Regions from separate parts of the Mus musculus genome. Here all the other regions are linked to region 3. A link is a contact called in public ChIA-PET and HiChIP or PLAC-seq data. All regions are on one chromosome and are shown on one strand. Each heading gives the region's core, a stretch centred on a gene start, on an enhancer-like site or on the middle of the called end of the contact. The rest is flanking DNA. Distances are from core to core; before and after follow the strand shown.

The links. ChIA-PET counts read pairs in DNA pulled down with a chosen protein or histone mark. HiChIP or PLAC-seq counts read pairs in DNA pulled down with a chosen protein or histone mark.
Region 1: a contact with region 3 is called in an H3K4me3 HiChIP or PLAC-seq map of bone marrow-derived macrophages, with 3 times the contacts expected there. The contact joins the promoter of Syngr2 here to the promoter of Pgs1 in region 3. A contact is called at or near these places in 2 of 39 promoter capture datasets (liver and stem cell-derived epiblast-like cells), 5 of 115 datasets of contacts at active chromatin or transcription factors (CD8 T cells, bone marrow-derived macrophages, effector CD8 T cells and 2 more) and 2 of 9 other capture datasets (adipose tissue and liver).
Region 2: an RNA polymerase II ChIA-PET map of memory CD8 T cells shows a contact between it and region 3, with 1,741 read pairs. The contact joins the enhancer-like site here to the promoter of Pgs1 in region 3. A contact is called at or near these places in 1 of 39 promoter capture datasets (liver), 2 of 484 Hi-C or Micro-C datasets (embryonic stem cells and neutrophils), 3 of 115 datasets of contacts at active chromatin or transcription factors (bone marrow-derived macrophages, memory CD8 T cells and pancreatic cancer cells) and 3 of 9 other capture datasets (adipose tissue, liver and pancreatic islet).

The regions. Positions count from the first base shown.
Region 1 is chr11:117,808,157-117,811,637 of GRCm38.p6, reverse strand. It overlaps Syngr2 (synaptogyrin 2), which reads right to left and starts at 1,971. Exons shown (of 4, transcript NM_009304.2): 1 at 1,835-1,971. The coding sequence starts at 1,933.
Region 2 is chr11:118,143,410-118,147,201 of GRCm38.p6, reverse strand. No RefSeq gene overlaps it. Among named protein-coding and RNA genes, the nearest start is that of Gm38514, 7.5 kb to the right of the region's middle. Within about 2 kb of position 1,286, at least 204 of the 459 cell types and tissues checked have an H3K27ac peak or open chromatin away from gene starts, as enhancers often do. A contact at or near this core is called in adipose tissue, bone marrow-derived macrophages, liver and 3 more, where this site is marked.
Region 3 is chr11:117,984,942-117,988,937 of GRCm38.p6, reverse strand. It overlaps Pgs1 (phosphatidylglycerophosphate synthase 1), which reads right to left and starts at 2,081. Exons shown (of 10, transcript NM_133757.2): 1 at 1,925-2,081. The coding sequence starts at 2,058.

The DNA of each region.
Region 1 (3,481 bases), core at 722-3,221, 180 kb after region 3:
AGGGTTTTCCTTTCTTTCTCTGAGACAGGATGCCATTAGCTAGCTGTCCTGGAATTCAGAGAACCTGCCTCTGCCTCCAGAATAGAATGCTGGGATTCAAGGCCTGTACCACCACACCTGTCCTTATTGGCTGTTTTAAGATAGAATCTCAGGCTGGAGAGATGGCTCATCAGTTAAGAGCACTGACTGCTCTTGCAGAGGACCTGGAGACCCTCATGTTAGCTCATCACCACCTGTGACTCCAATTCCAGAGGACAAGATAACCAACCACCTTCTGAATACCAGGCATGCACGTGGTTGGTGTACCTTCATACATGCAGGCAAACATACATACAAAATAAAAATAAGTAAAGAGAAATAAAAAAGACAGGATCTCACTCAAGTTCAGGCTGGCCTGAAATTCATGACAATCCTGCCTCAGCTGCCTCAATGCTGATAACCACCTCCCATTTGAATGAGTTTTAAATAGGATGGGACACAAAATCACGGAGGTGAAACTCAGTGTTTCATCTAACCCTCACCCCAACACCCTGCCCCAAGTCAACTCTACAGCATCAACCAATATCTTCCAGAACACCCTTCAACAGCTGCCCTATTTCCCTCCAAGACTCCCCCTAAAGCAAGAGACTCCCCAGTCAGCCAGCCTTCTCCCTACAAGGACTTCCGGCTTCTTTGGCACGTCGGCCCCTCCCCTCCAGAGAACTACTAGTCTCCACCCCCACAACGGTTCCCCTCAGAGCAAGGTTCTTGGGGTGGTCAGATCCACAGCCAGACTCAGATCCCGCAGGAGCCAGGACAGAGGTGGGAAAGTCACCAGCAGAGACTGGCCAAAGTTTGGAAAGCAGCTCCTTTGGAATCGTCCTAGTCATTTCGCTTCCTCCCCACACCCTAAGGCCACCGCCAAGCCCACGTCAAGGCGGCAGATGCAACTGAGTCTGTGGGCACCTGGCTGCCTCCAGACTTGCAGGACCAGAGCGATCCTGCGGGGACGCTCTCAATAGGATTGTGGAACTGGCAGTCACAAGCCCCGCCCCCAGCTGTGGATGAAGCCGGAACTCCAGGACTGGGCGCGGAGTATGGGTCAGGGCTCCTGGCACTGCCATCCTGACTGACAGGGTACAACCCAGGACGGAGTCACTAGATTCCACCGCTAGGCTGGGAGATTCCGGGGAGCCAGGGCACCTCCAAGGCTCCAGGCCCAGACCCCCTGGGCGCAGTGGGGCCACCCTCAATCTGGCAGCTAAAGTCTCAGTTTTCAGTGTTTTCATCCCAAGGTATGGAAAGCTGCCCCCGCACGCCTGGTACAAGGGGGCTCGCCCCGCTTCTGGGAAGGGAGTGCATTTGGTGGGAAAGCAGACCTGTTGCTAGCCTCTGAGAGGGAAGGAAACTCTCCTTCAGAGTGCCAGGCCAATCCCCCTCCTCGCACCCCACGTGGCTGCAGAAAGTCCCTTCCAGGTGAATTCCCTAGGCTGGGAGCCGCGGCGTGCCGGCCACCTGCTGTGCCGTGCCCCTCTCCGGTCCCTCCCAATGCCAACAAGGCGACAGGCCTGCCTCCCCGGAGAACTTCGGGGACGTCCCGCACCAGAGCGGCCTGGACCAGTGGTCCAGGGTGCGGCGGGGCCCGGCCCGGAGTTGGGGAGACAAGGTCCGGAGTGGAACAGGCGACAAAACCCACGGGCTGGAGGGGACAGAGACGCGGAGGGGCACGGGGCCCCGCGCTCTCCGAAAGGCCCAGGACGCGCAGCCGCCGCCACCTGTCGCGCTCTGCGGCCCGCGGCCCCACGGGCCCTGGTAGCCAGGACGCCCGGCTCCGGGTCCTCGCTGGTGGACTCACCATGCTCACGAGGCGCGTCACCACCTGAGGCTGAGACAGGAAGCGCCGCAGGTCGAAGGAGCCGCCCGCGTTGGCCGCGCCATAGGCCCCGCTCTCCATGTCGCTTTCGCCACCGAGCCGCGGATGGCCGGGAACTAGCCGGATTGCCCCGCCCCGCCCACGGGGGCGGGTCCGGCCGCCGACAGGGCGGGGCCAACCGCCGGGAAGTAGCCCCTCCAAACTCGTGGAAGTTGGCAGCAAAACTTGGAGCTCGCAGGAGGCGCCAGGGTGCGGAAGGGGGAGGAAAAGCTCACCCCTGGGAAATATGTCCTACTGAGTTCATCCAGAAAGGATCAAAGAGTCCCCAAGAAGAGACATCCTAGGCGGCTCCCACTTTACTCTTACTTACACAGTGCCCTGGTGAAGGTCCTCTCCCATAAGCCCTCCAGACACCCAAATCCCACCAATCCAGAATCCAGGCTCGTAAATACCTGGATGTCACTTCACCATTCTGCTCCAGACCAAAGGACTGGGGCATAAGCTCTTGCCTAGCACATCAGAGGCCCCCAGTTCCAACCTCTGGACTACTGTAGTAATTAATAACTATGGCCCCCACAGTTCTGGCTACTCTTTGCTCTGGAGCTAAGCCTGAAAGCCAAAGGGCTCTGAAGGGCAGATTTCTAGACATCGTGATCACATGCTGCAAAGTACCTGGTGGCTGTTGTCTCAGGAAGAGAAAGAGGGCAGGAGAATAAGGAGTTCAAGACAACCCTGAGCTATCTGAGATCTAGTCTCAAGTACACACATACTGAGGATTGTAATTTTAAAAATTAAAACAAATGAGATCACTAGGTCATAGACTCCAGCTCCCCCTGTCCCCCAATAACATTTAGAAAGGGAACCTGATGCTTAATCGGAAGGGGTCGTGTGTCAACCCAGGGCTTCACCTTGGCCGCCAAGAGGCCTCCAGATATCCTTCTGTTGACAACACAAATTTGTTCCCAAGGAGACCATGGCTGTTGAGGGGTGTAGAGGGCTGAGAAGTGACACAGAATGGAGTCATGACAAGATGGCTTTACCACAGTCACTTCAATGGATAATGAATAATGAGACAGACTCACCTCAGTAATGAGGGGGGCTGGACAATAAGGAAACTGAGGCAGAAGCCTGCCCCACCAGAAGGGTCACCACTCGGGAGAAGACAGGAGTAGGCACAAGAGAGACTGGGCCTTCTAACAGTCTATCTGCGTCTATTTGCACCCTCCCCACACTAACAGAGCCTGTGACAAGCCGCTGGTAGGTGAGCCCAGGGCTACCTCCTAAAATCTGTTCATACACGCCATGAGTGTTTGATGAAGGAGAACTGGCTGTCAGGACTTTCCTACAAAGCCTCCCTTTCTCTCTCTCTCTCTCTCTCTCTCTCTTTCTCTCTCTCTCTCTCTCTCTCTCTCTCTCTCTCTCTCTCTCTCTCTCTCTCTCTTTCCTACACAGAGAAACTCTATCTCAAAAAACCAAAACCAAAACCAACCTTTTGCCATTACATCATTACATGTAATTGGTTTGTGCCTGGGGTGGGTGGGTAGAGCACACGAGATGACACATGTCATAAAAAGGACACCTTGTAAGACATAGCGCTTGCTCCCTTCACAGGGTGGGTCCCTGGGATTG
Region 2 (3,792 bases), core at 37-2,536, 160 kb before region 3:
GATTTACTTTATTTTTCCTCTTTTCTTTCTTTCTTTCTTTCTTTCTTTTTTTTTTTTTTTTTTTCTGAGACAGGGTTTCTCTGTGTAGCCCTGGCTGCCCTGGAAGTCTGTAGACCAGGCTGGCCTTGAACTCAGAGATCCCCCTGCTTCTGCCTCCTCCGTAGTACTAGGCTTAAAGGTGTACACCACCACCTAGTCTTTTGCTTTTTGTTTTTTAAGATAGGGTCTCATGTAGCCCAGGGTATCCCTGAACTCACTCTGCAGCTTAGGCTAGACCCTTCTGATCCCTGATGCTCATGCTCCCACCTTGCAAGCACTGGGAATGCAGGTGACCCCAAGCCTATCTGGAGTCACTGGCCTTGTACACACGGTGTCCTCGGGAGAATCTGAGGGCCCCCGGGACTGTAGCTTGGGTCACACAGTCATACCAGGCATGCCTGCCGTCTCACCGGTCTCCAGCCTCTCAGCACAGGACTCTCAGGTGAGACAGGATGGAACCAAGCACTGTGGAGGGAAGTCAGAGGCTAGACCCTGAGTCCAGCATCACTTCCTCTGCATCTTGTTGTCCACAGCAAATCACAAGGCCAAGTTACATGCAAGGGACGTAGGCGCCCACCTCCTGTTGGAAGGCACCGCAGGTCTCGTGGTCGAGGTGCCTGCATCTTAACTTCTACTGTGGATCTCCTGCTTCTTGTTTTCCACTGGGAAGTTTGAGTCTCTTCTGCTTCTCAGACATGAGGCAGCTCCAAGTCTCTGATGTGCCAATGTTTCTTGGTGCCACCCCTCCCTGCTGTGTTCCCCAGGCCCCATTTATTCCTTGATCACATGGACACCCATGTGTGTGGGAGCCCAGGCTATCTCAGTAACGCCCAAAGCTCCATGCCCGCTGTCAGTCCTGAGGCCCTACCAGCTGCCCTGCCTTTCTCCTCCTTCCTGCTGTGTGCAGTCCCCCCACCCGTGTTCTGAAGGCTGCCCTCCAGCTACCTCCCTCCACTCCTCCTCCGGCACTCTGCCGTCTGTCCGCTGTGTATGCTAGCTTTCAGTTTGATGTTTGCTTCCTGTGAGAGCCTCTGTCACTTGCCCAGGAGCCTCAGTTTGGTGAGCTTGACATGGCAAACTCACATGGCCACGGCTAGGCAGATGTGCCCGGAGCAAAGCTGAAGGGATGGTGAAAGAGGCCAGAGCCTGTGGCGTGTAATCCATTGGTGTGTGCGTCACTCGGGATTTACTGAGCTGCGCTCCTGTGGAAACAGGAAAGAGATCTCAGTGTCACAGGGACACCACCTTCCTTGTGGTGCGTGCTGACGGAAGAGGAAGGGCGTTGCAGTGAGTCAGGCACAGCCACACGCCCAGTCATGTGTCACTGGTCCAGAAAATTACAGCAGCATAACAGCTCAGAGGATGAAGTGCTGTGGTCTTTACTCCCAGTAGGGAGCCCGGGTCTTTGCTGCTTCATTATTCTTTGTTTTGTGTGTGTGTGTGTGTGTGCACACGCATGCGTGTGCATGTGTATGTGTGCATGCACGCACATAGGTATACATGTGTGTGCATGGGTCTACATGTGTGTATATATGTGTATGCACAGTCTACATATGTGTATATGGGTATGCATGTGTGTGCATGGGTATACATGTGTGTTTGTGTGTGCATAGGTATATGTATGTGTACATAGGTATACATGGGTATGCATGGGTATACCTATGTAAGAACAACTTACAGTAGTCCATTTTCTCCACCATGTGGGTCCCAGAGATCAAATTCAGGTCATCAGGCTTAGTAGCAAGTGTCTATACCCATTGAACCACATCTCTGGTCGGTGGTCCGTTGTTACCCTTCTGAGACCATGCCTCCCATAGCCAGCTTCAAACTCACTGTGTGGTTGCGGATGACTCCTCCCTTCTGATCCCCTTTCCTCTTCCTCCCAAGGGATGGCTAGCCCTGTGGATGGGCTGCTAGGATGATGATAGTCACATACAAATAGCCCAGTGGATGGGCTGCTAGGATGATGATAGTCACGTACAGATAGCCCAGTGGATGGGCTGCTAGGATGATGATAGTCACATACAGATAGCCCAGTGGATGAGCTGCTGGGATGATGATAGTCATATACAGATAGCCCTGTGGATGGGCTGCTAGGATGATGATAGTCACATACAAATAGCCCAGTGGATGGGCTGCTGGGTGATAGTCACGTACAGATAGCCCAGTGGATGGGCTGCTGGGATGATGATAGTCACGTACAGATAGCCCAGTGGATGGGCTGCTGGGTGATAGTCACGTACAGATAGCCTAGTGGATGGGCTGCTGAGGCTAACAAGGCCAGAGCACATTTGAGTACTTTGCAAGCACTGTGTACTACACTGTCCTTAGAAATGCACTCTCAGAGAACGGCTGGTGACTGTCACCCTGACAAGCCTGCCTTCCAGCGTGTCTTCATTCATTGGTTCTTGAGGTGGCCACCTTGCCTCACATGTGGGGCACTTGTACAGCTAACACACTGGGTTGGTTAAGGAAGGAAGGGTGCTTTATCTGCCTCATGTTGGAGGGCACAGTCCACCTTGATGGGGAGGACATGAGGCAGCTGGTCACAGTGCAGCTGCAGGCAGGACGCATAGAGTGCTGGCAATCATCAGCTCAGTTTATTGAGTGCAAGCCCCCATCGCAGGGGATGGTACGGCCCACAGTCAGCATGGGTCTTCCCTTCCTTCCCTTCCTCTCCACATCTGATCTTACCCAGCAGGCTGAGCTGCAGTAGTTAAACCTCCCTAGAAACACGCTAGGAGACAGCCAGAGCTGTTTTTCCAGAATGAATCTAAGTCCAGTGAAGTTGATGTTGAAGATTGGCCACCATAGTGCCTCTCAGCAAGATCCTTGGAGAACTGGATTAGAGTCAGAGAAAGCAGCCTCTATGCTAGGCTTGGCTGCTTGCTGTGTGACCTCCATTGGATGATGACACTCTCTGAGAGCTAGCTCCCTTACAGGGGTGGGAGTGTTTAGATGCCTCCCTGGAAGGTCATTGGAAGATTATCAATTGTTCTTGTGTTTTTGAGTCAACGTGACACAAGCTAGAGTTATTTTGTAACAGGCACCCCAGACCTTAGCACAACTGACTCCATGATGCAAGGACCATTCAGGCCCTAAAACTCAGCACCGCCAAAACAAAAACAAAGACCCAATCCATCAAAGTCCTCTCTAAAAGTACTAACCTTGCTTTTTTAGCTTCTTGGTTCTACTTCTACCTAGCTGTTCTTGCTAACTGAAGAAGTCTGTCACGCAGGATGTGGTTTTTGTGCTTAAAAGTTTACCCCGCTAAAGGCTCGGGGCTACACTGAGATCTCAAACACCCAGTGTAGTCACTGGCTAGCTAATAACAACTTTCTATTGCAGTGGTCCTCAGCCTTCCTAATGGTGGACCCTTTAATACAGTTCCTCAGGCTGTGGTGACCCCCAACCATGAAATTATTTTCATTGCTACTTCATAACTGTGATTTTGCTACCATTATGAATCATAATGTAAATATCTGCTATGCAGGATATCAGATATTCGACCTCTGTGAAAGGGGGGTCGAGACCCACAGGTTGATAATCACCTTTCTATTGGCTTAAACCCGTGTCTGAGTGGTTTTCTCTGGTGGATACCCCACATCATCTCTGGAACAAGTTCTCCCAATTGAGAAATGTTTCTATAAAAATGGCTTACAGGGCTGGTGAGATGGCTCAGTGGGTAAGAGCACCCGACTGCTCTTCCGAAGGTCCAGAGTTCAAATCCCAGCAACCACATGGTGGCTCACA
Region 3 (3,996 bases), core at 832-3,331:
GTCTCAATCAAACTAACAAAATCTTTTTTTTTTAATTTTTTAAAGGGAACAATGAAATACTTCAACAAGTAAAGTTGCCTGCAACCAAGCCCAAAGACTTGTGTTCAATAATTAGGATGCACATATGGGCACACAACAAAGCTTTTCATTTAAAAAAAAAAAAAAGATAAAGCAGGAGTTGAAAAGCAAGGTGCACTCCTGTCATCCCTGTGCTCGGGAGACTAAGGAAGGAGGACCCAGTGCGCCAGGCTAACCTGGGCTACAAAGCACACACACTAGGGCAGAGGGTGGGGGGAGGGTAGCCCAGTTGGTAAAGTTATCTAACTGCCTAGCATACACAAGGCCCTGGAAATGTCCCCTATCTAGCCCATGAAATTGGGCACAGTGACACATGCTGGTAAGACTAGCACTTGTAGACAAATGGGCCATTAATTCATAACCATCAGCTACAAAGGATATTCGAAAGTAACCTGAGGTGAGGCCCTGTCAGGCCTAGGGGCACAGCTCCATGTAGAGTGCTTGCCTATCCAGAATTTGATACCCAGTGGTATAGGGGATATAGTTCATGTAGGTTGCCTGAGCCCCCTTCAGAGATCAGCACCAAAGCTGAACAATGAATACTGAGGTTTACAAACCAAAAGGAAATCAACAAAGCTTCCTAAACTGCTCCTCTTTCAGGCAGAACTTTTGAAACCTAACATTTTTCAGTGGTCTGGTGCCCTGATGTAATAAGCGTCACCTGATTCTACCGTCCAATCGAATGGCTGGGGGAAAGAGCCATTCTGATCAGCAGGCAACCTGAGATAAGACTGCCTGTCTGCCTTGATTCTGTCATTCAGTAGGTCCTCTAAGTCTAATTTGTGCTTGGGTTGGCAAGCTCCCTGTTACTCTGTAAATCAATGACCCACATCTAGAACCAACGCAGGTGACTGCACCTCAAGCCATCTAGAGACAAGATCTTACCCACAGATCTTACTCACAGAACCAGAATGGGCCATTACAGCTCACACCTGGGAGTCAGCATTGGACATGAGGCAGGAGAATCAGGAGTATTAGGCTAACCTGAGTTACTCAATTTAAGGCCAGTATAGATACATGAAACTGTGTCTCTAAAAGAACTGGGGGTCCAGCGAGTTTGCTGCCAAGCCTGATGATCCGATTTCAATCACTTCAACTCACGTGGTAAAAGAGAACCGACTTCCCCTACCACCACCTGAGCACACAGTCATTATTTTAATTGTTTTATTTATTTTAAAGAGAGAGAGGAGGAGCTGAGATGTGGCTCAGTGGTAAAGCACCTGCCTTGTGTGCATGGAGTTCTGGGTTTGGGCCCCAGCATTTGAAGAAAAAGAAAACGAAGTCTCTAAACATATCCACACGAGAGAATATCACACACAAACACACAATCTCAATATCTATCTCGCGCGCTCCTGAAAATTAGCAATAGCATCAGGCCTCTTGGTTGAGCCTGTTCTTGGCAAATGTTTCCTTTAAAGGACCACTGCCTGAACAAACTGCTTCAAAGCTTCCCTCACCGCTTACACAACCCACTTCAGTACTTTTCCAGAAACAAGCCTTTCGAACGCGCGCAGAAAGAGTTTCGAGTGTTTCCTCTTCACGGGCCTGAGTACCGATTGAGTCAGGATTGAGAAATGTCTCCGGCAGGATGTGAGGAAGCCAGCCTGCACCGGGTCCCCGCAGGGCTGATTCACTCCGGCCAACTCACCGCTCTAACCCCGACTGCCACACTCACGCCCCGAGCCCGGAGCACAGCAGCCTTGGCCCCAGGGCCGGGCCGCAGCCCCGAGCTCGCCCCGGGTGGCTCCTGCACGGTGCACGCCCACGGGGCTCCTGGCTGAGCCGCCGGCACGCGGGGAGACAGCGAGTCCCCCACCCCCCGCCCGGCCCTCTCGAGCGCTCTCACCTCCGGCGCCGGCGCTCCCGGCTCCTGCCCAGACGGTCGGAGAGGCGGCCCAGGAGCGCGGCCAGCCCGGGCCTGCCAGGCAGCAGGCCCAGCAGCCGCCTCCAGAACACCGGGCCCGCTGCCGGCGCCGCCATGGAGACCCGCCGCTTCCGCTTCCGGCGCGCGAGAACTTTATTGACAGTGCGAGCGCGAACAGGGAGCCAGCGCGCAGGCGCGGTAGCGGCAGTGACAGCTGCATAGGCTGTATTCCCTTGTCTTTGCCTCTCTGTATCCTTTCTGGGGCACCGCGTCGCGCCAGACAGGGAGCTCAAGGGCGGGAGGCATGGACTACAGTCCTAAGTTCACCTGATGGTCCAGGAGGGAGAATGCTGGTGACAGCTCAGCACCCCGAATCCTGTCAGATTAGCAGCTGCTGCCCTGCACTTTATGCTCATCTGCCTTGCTGTAAGAGGAGGGATGCTCAGCGACCAGACTACCTGTCAGACTTCCAGCTGCTACCCTGCGCTCACATAAAGGTCCAGGAGGATTAATAACAGCTCAGCGCCCGGAGTCCTGTCAGACTGATAGCTGCTGCCCTGCGACCTATGATCATCTGCCTTGTTCCAAGAAGAAGGAAGGATGCTCAGCGCAGACTTTCAGCTGCTACCCTGCGCTCACATATGAGAGTCCAGGAGGGAGAATAGCTAGTAACTGCTCAGCGCCTCAATCCTGTCCGTTTGACAGCTGCTGCCATGCACTCACATGAGGGAGCAAGGAGGAGGATGTCAGTGGCATCTTAGCACCTGTCACACTGACAGCTGCCGCCATGCGCATTAAACTCACCTGCATTGCTCCAGGAGAGAGGAAGCTAGTGATCATTCAGAGTCCTGACACCTGTCAGATTGATAACTTCCTGAGCCCTACGCCCTCAACTCACCTGCCTGGCTCCAAGAGGAAGGATTCTTGCAATAGCTCAGTGCCCAACACCTGTCAGATAGCCAGCCCCTGCTTTGTGCCCGCACTCGTGTGCATCATCACTCAGTTCAGCACCCTGAGGCCTGACCCTCCTCTGCCCCTGTCTGACTTTCATGCCCTTAATTCCTTCCCTGGCTCACATGCTCTGGGACTTAGAAGCTAGAAACATTGTAAAACAGTCATAATTCTCTTTACCCCAGAGATGATGGAGTTAAAGCTGTAACACTTGAACTAACATTCTGAATTTCACCTCCACCAAACTATTTCAGGAAAGTGAATGACACATTTCAAAAGAATATTTATCTCAGTCTTTCTCCCATTATTGAAAAGTGTGGAAACAGCCGGTGGTGGTGGTGGTGGTGGTGGTGCACGCCTTTAATCCCAGCACTGTGGAGACAGAGGTAAATGGATCTCTGTGAGTTCAAGACCAGTATGGTCTACAGAATGAGTTCCAAGATAACCAAGGCTACACAATGAAACCCTATCTTGAAAAACAAACAAAAAATCTCAGTGAAGGAGTTGGCTAGATACACTGTGGTGTATCAATACAATGGATGGCCATAGCTCCATGAGAATATGATACCCTAGAATAATATTTCATGGCATCACTTATAAAATTTACCAGGGGCAGGCAAAATGGCTCAGTAGATAAAGGTGCTTGCTGCCAAAGCTGACAACCAGAGTTTCAACTTCAAAACATATATAGTAGGAAAGAGACTCAATTTGTCCCCTGACCTCCACATGTGCGCCATAGCATCTGTGTGCCTGCTGCTCCCACAAAATAAATGAGCATTCAGAAATTTAAATAAAAATAAAATTAAAAAGGAAAGTCCAGCCAGATGGTTCAATGGATAAAGGAGATTGCTGAGGAAATTGTCCTCTGGCCTCCACACATGTGCCCACTCCAGAGCATACATATACACACAATAACAATAAATAATATACTAGTTTTTTAAAAGATTTATTTATTTATTATATGTAAGTACACTGTAGCTGTCTTCAGATACCCCAGAAGAGGGCATCAGATCTCATTATGGATGGTTGTGAGCCACCATGTGGTTGCTGGGATTTGAACTCGGGACCTTCGGAAGAGCTAGTCAGTGCTCTTAACCCCTGAG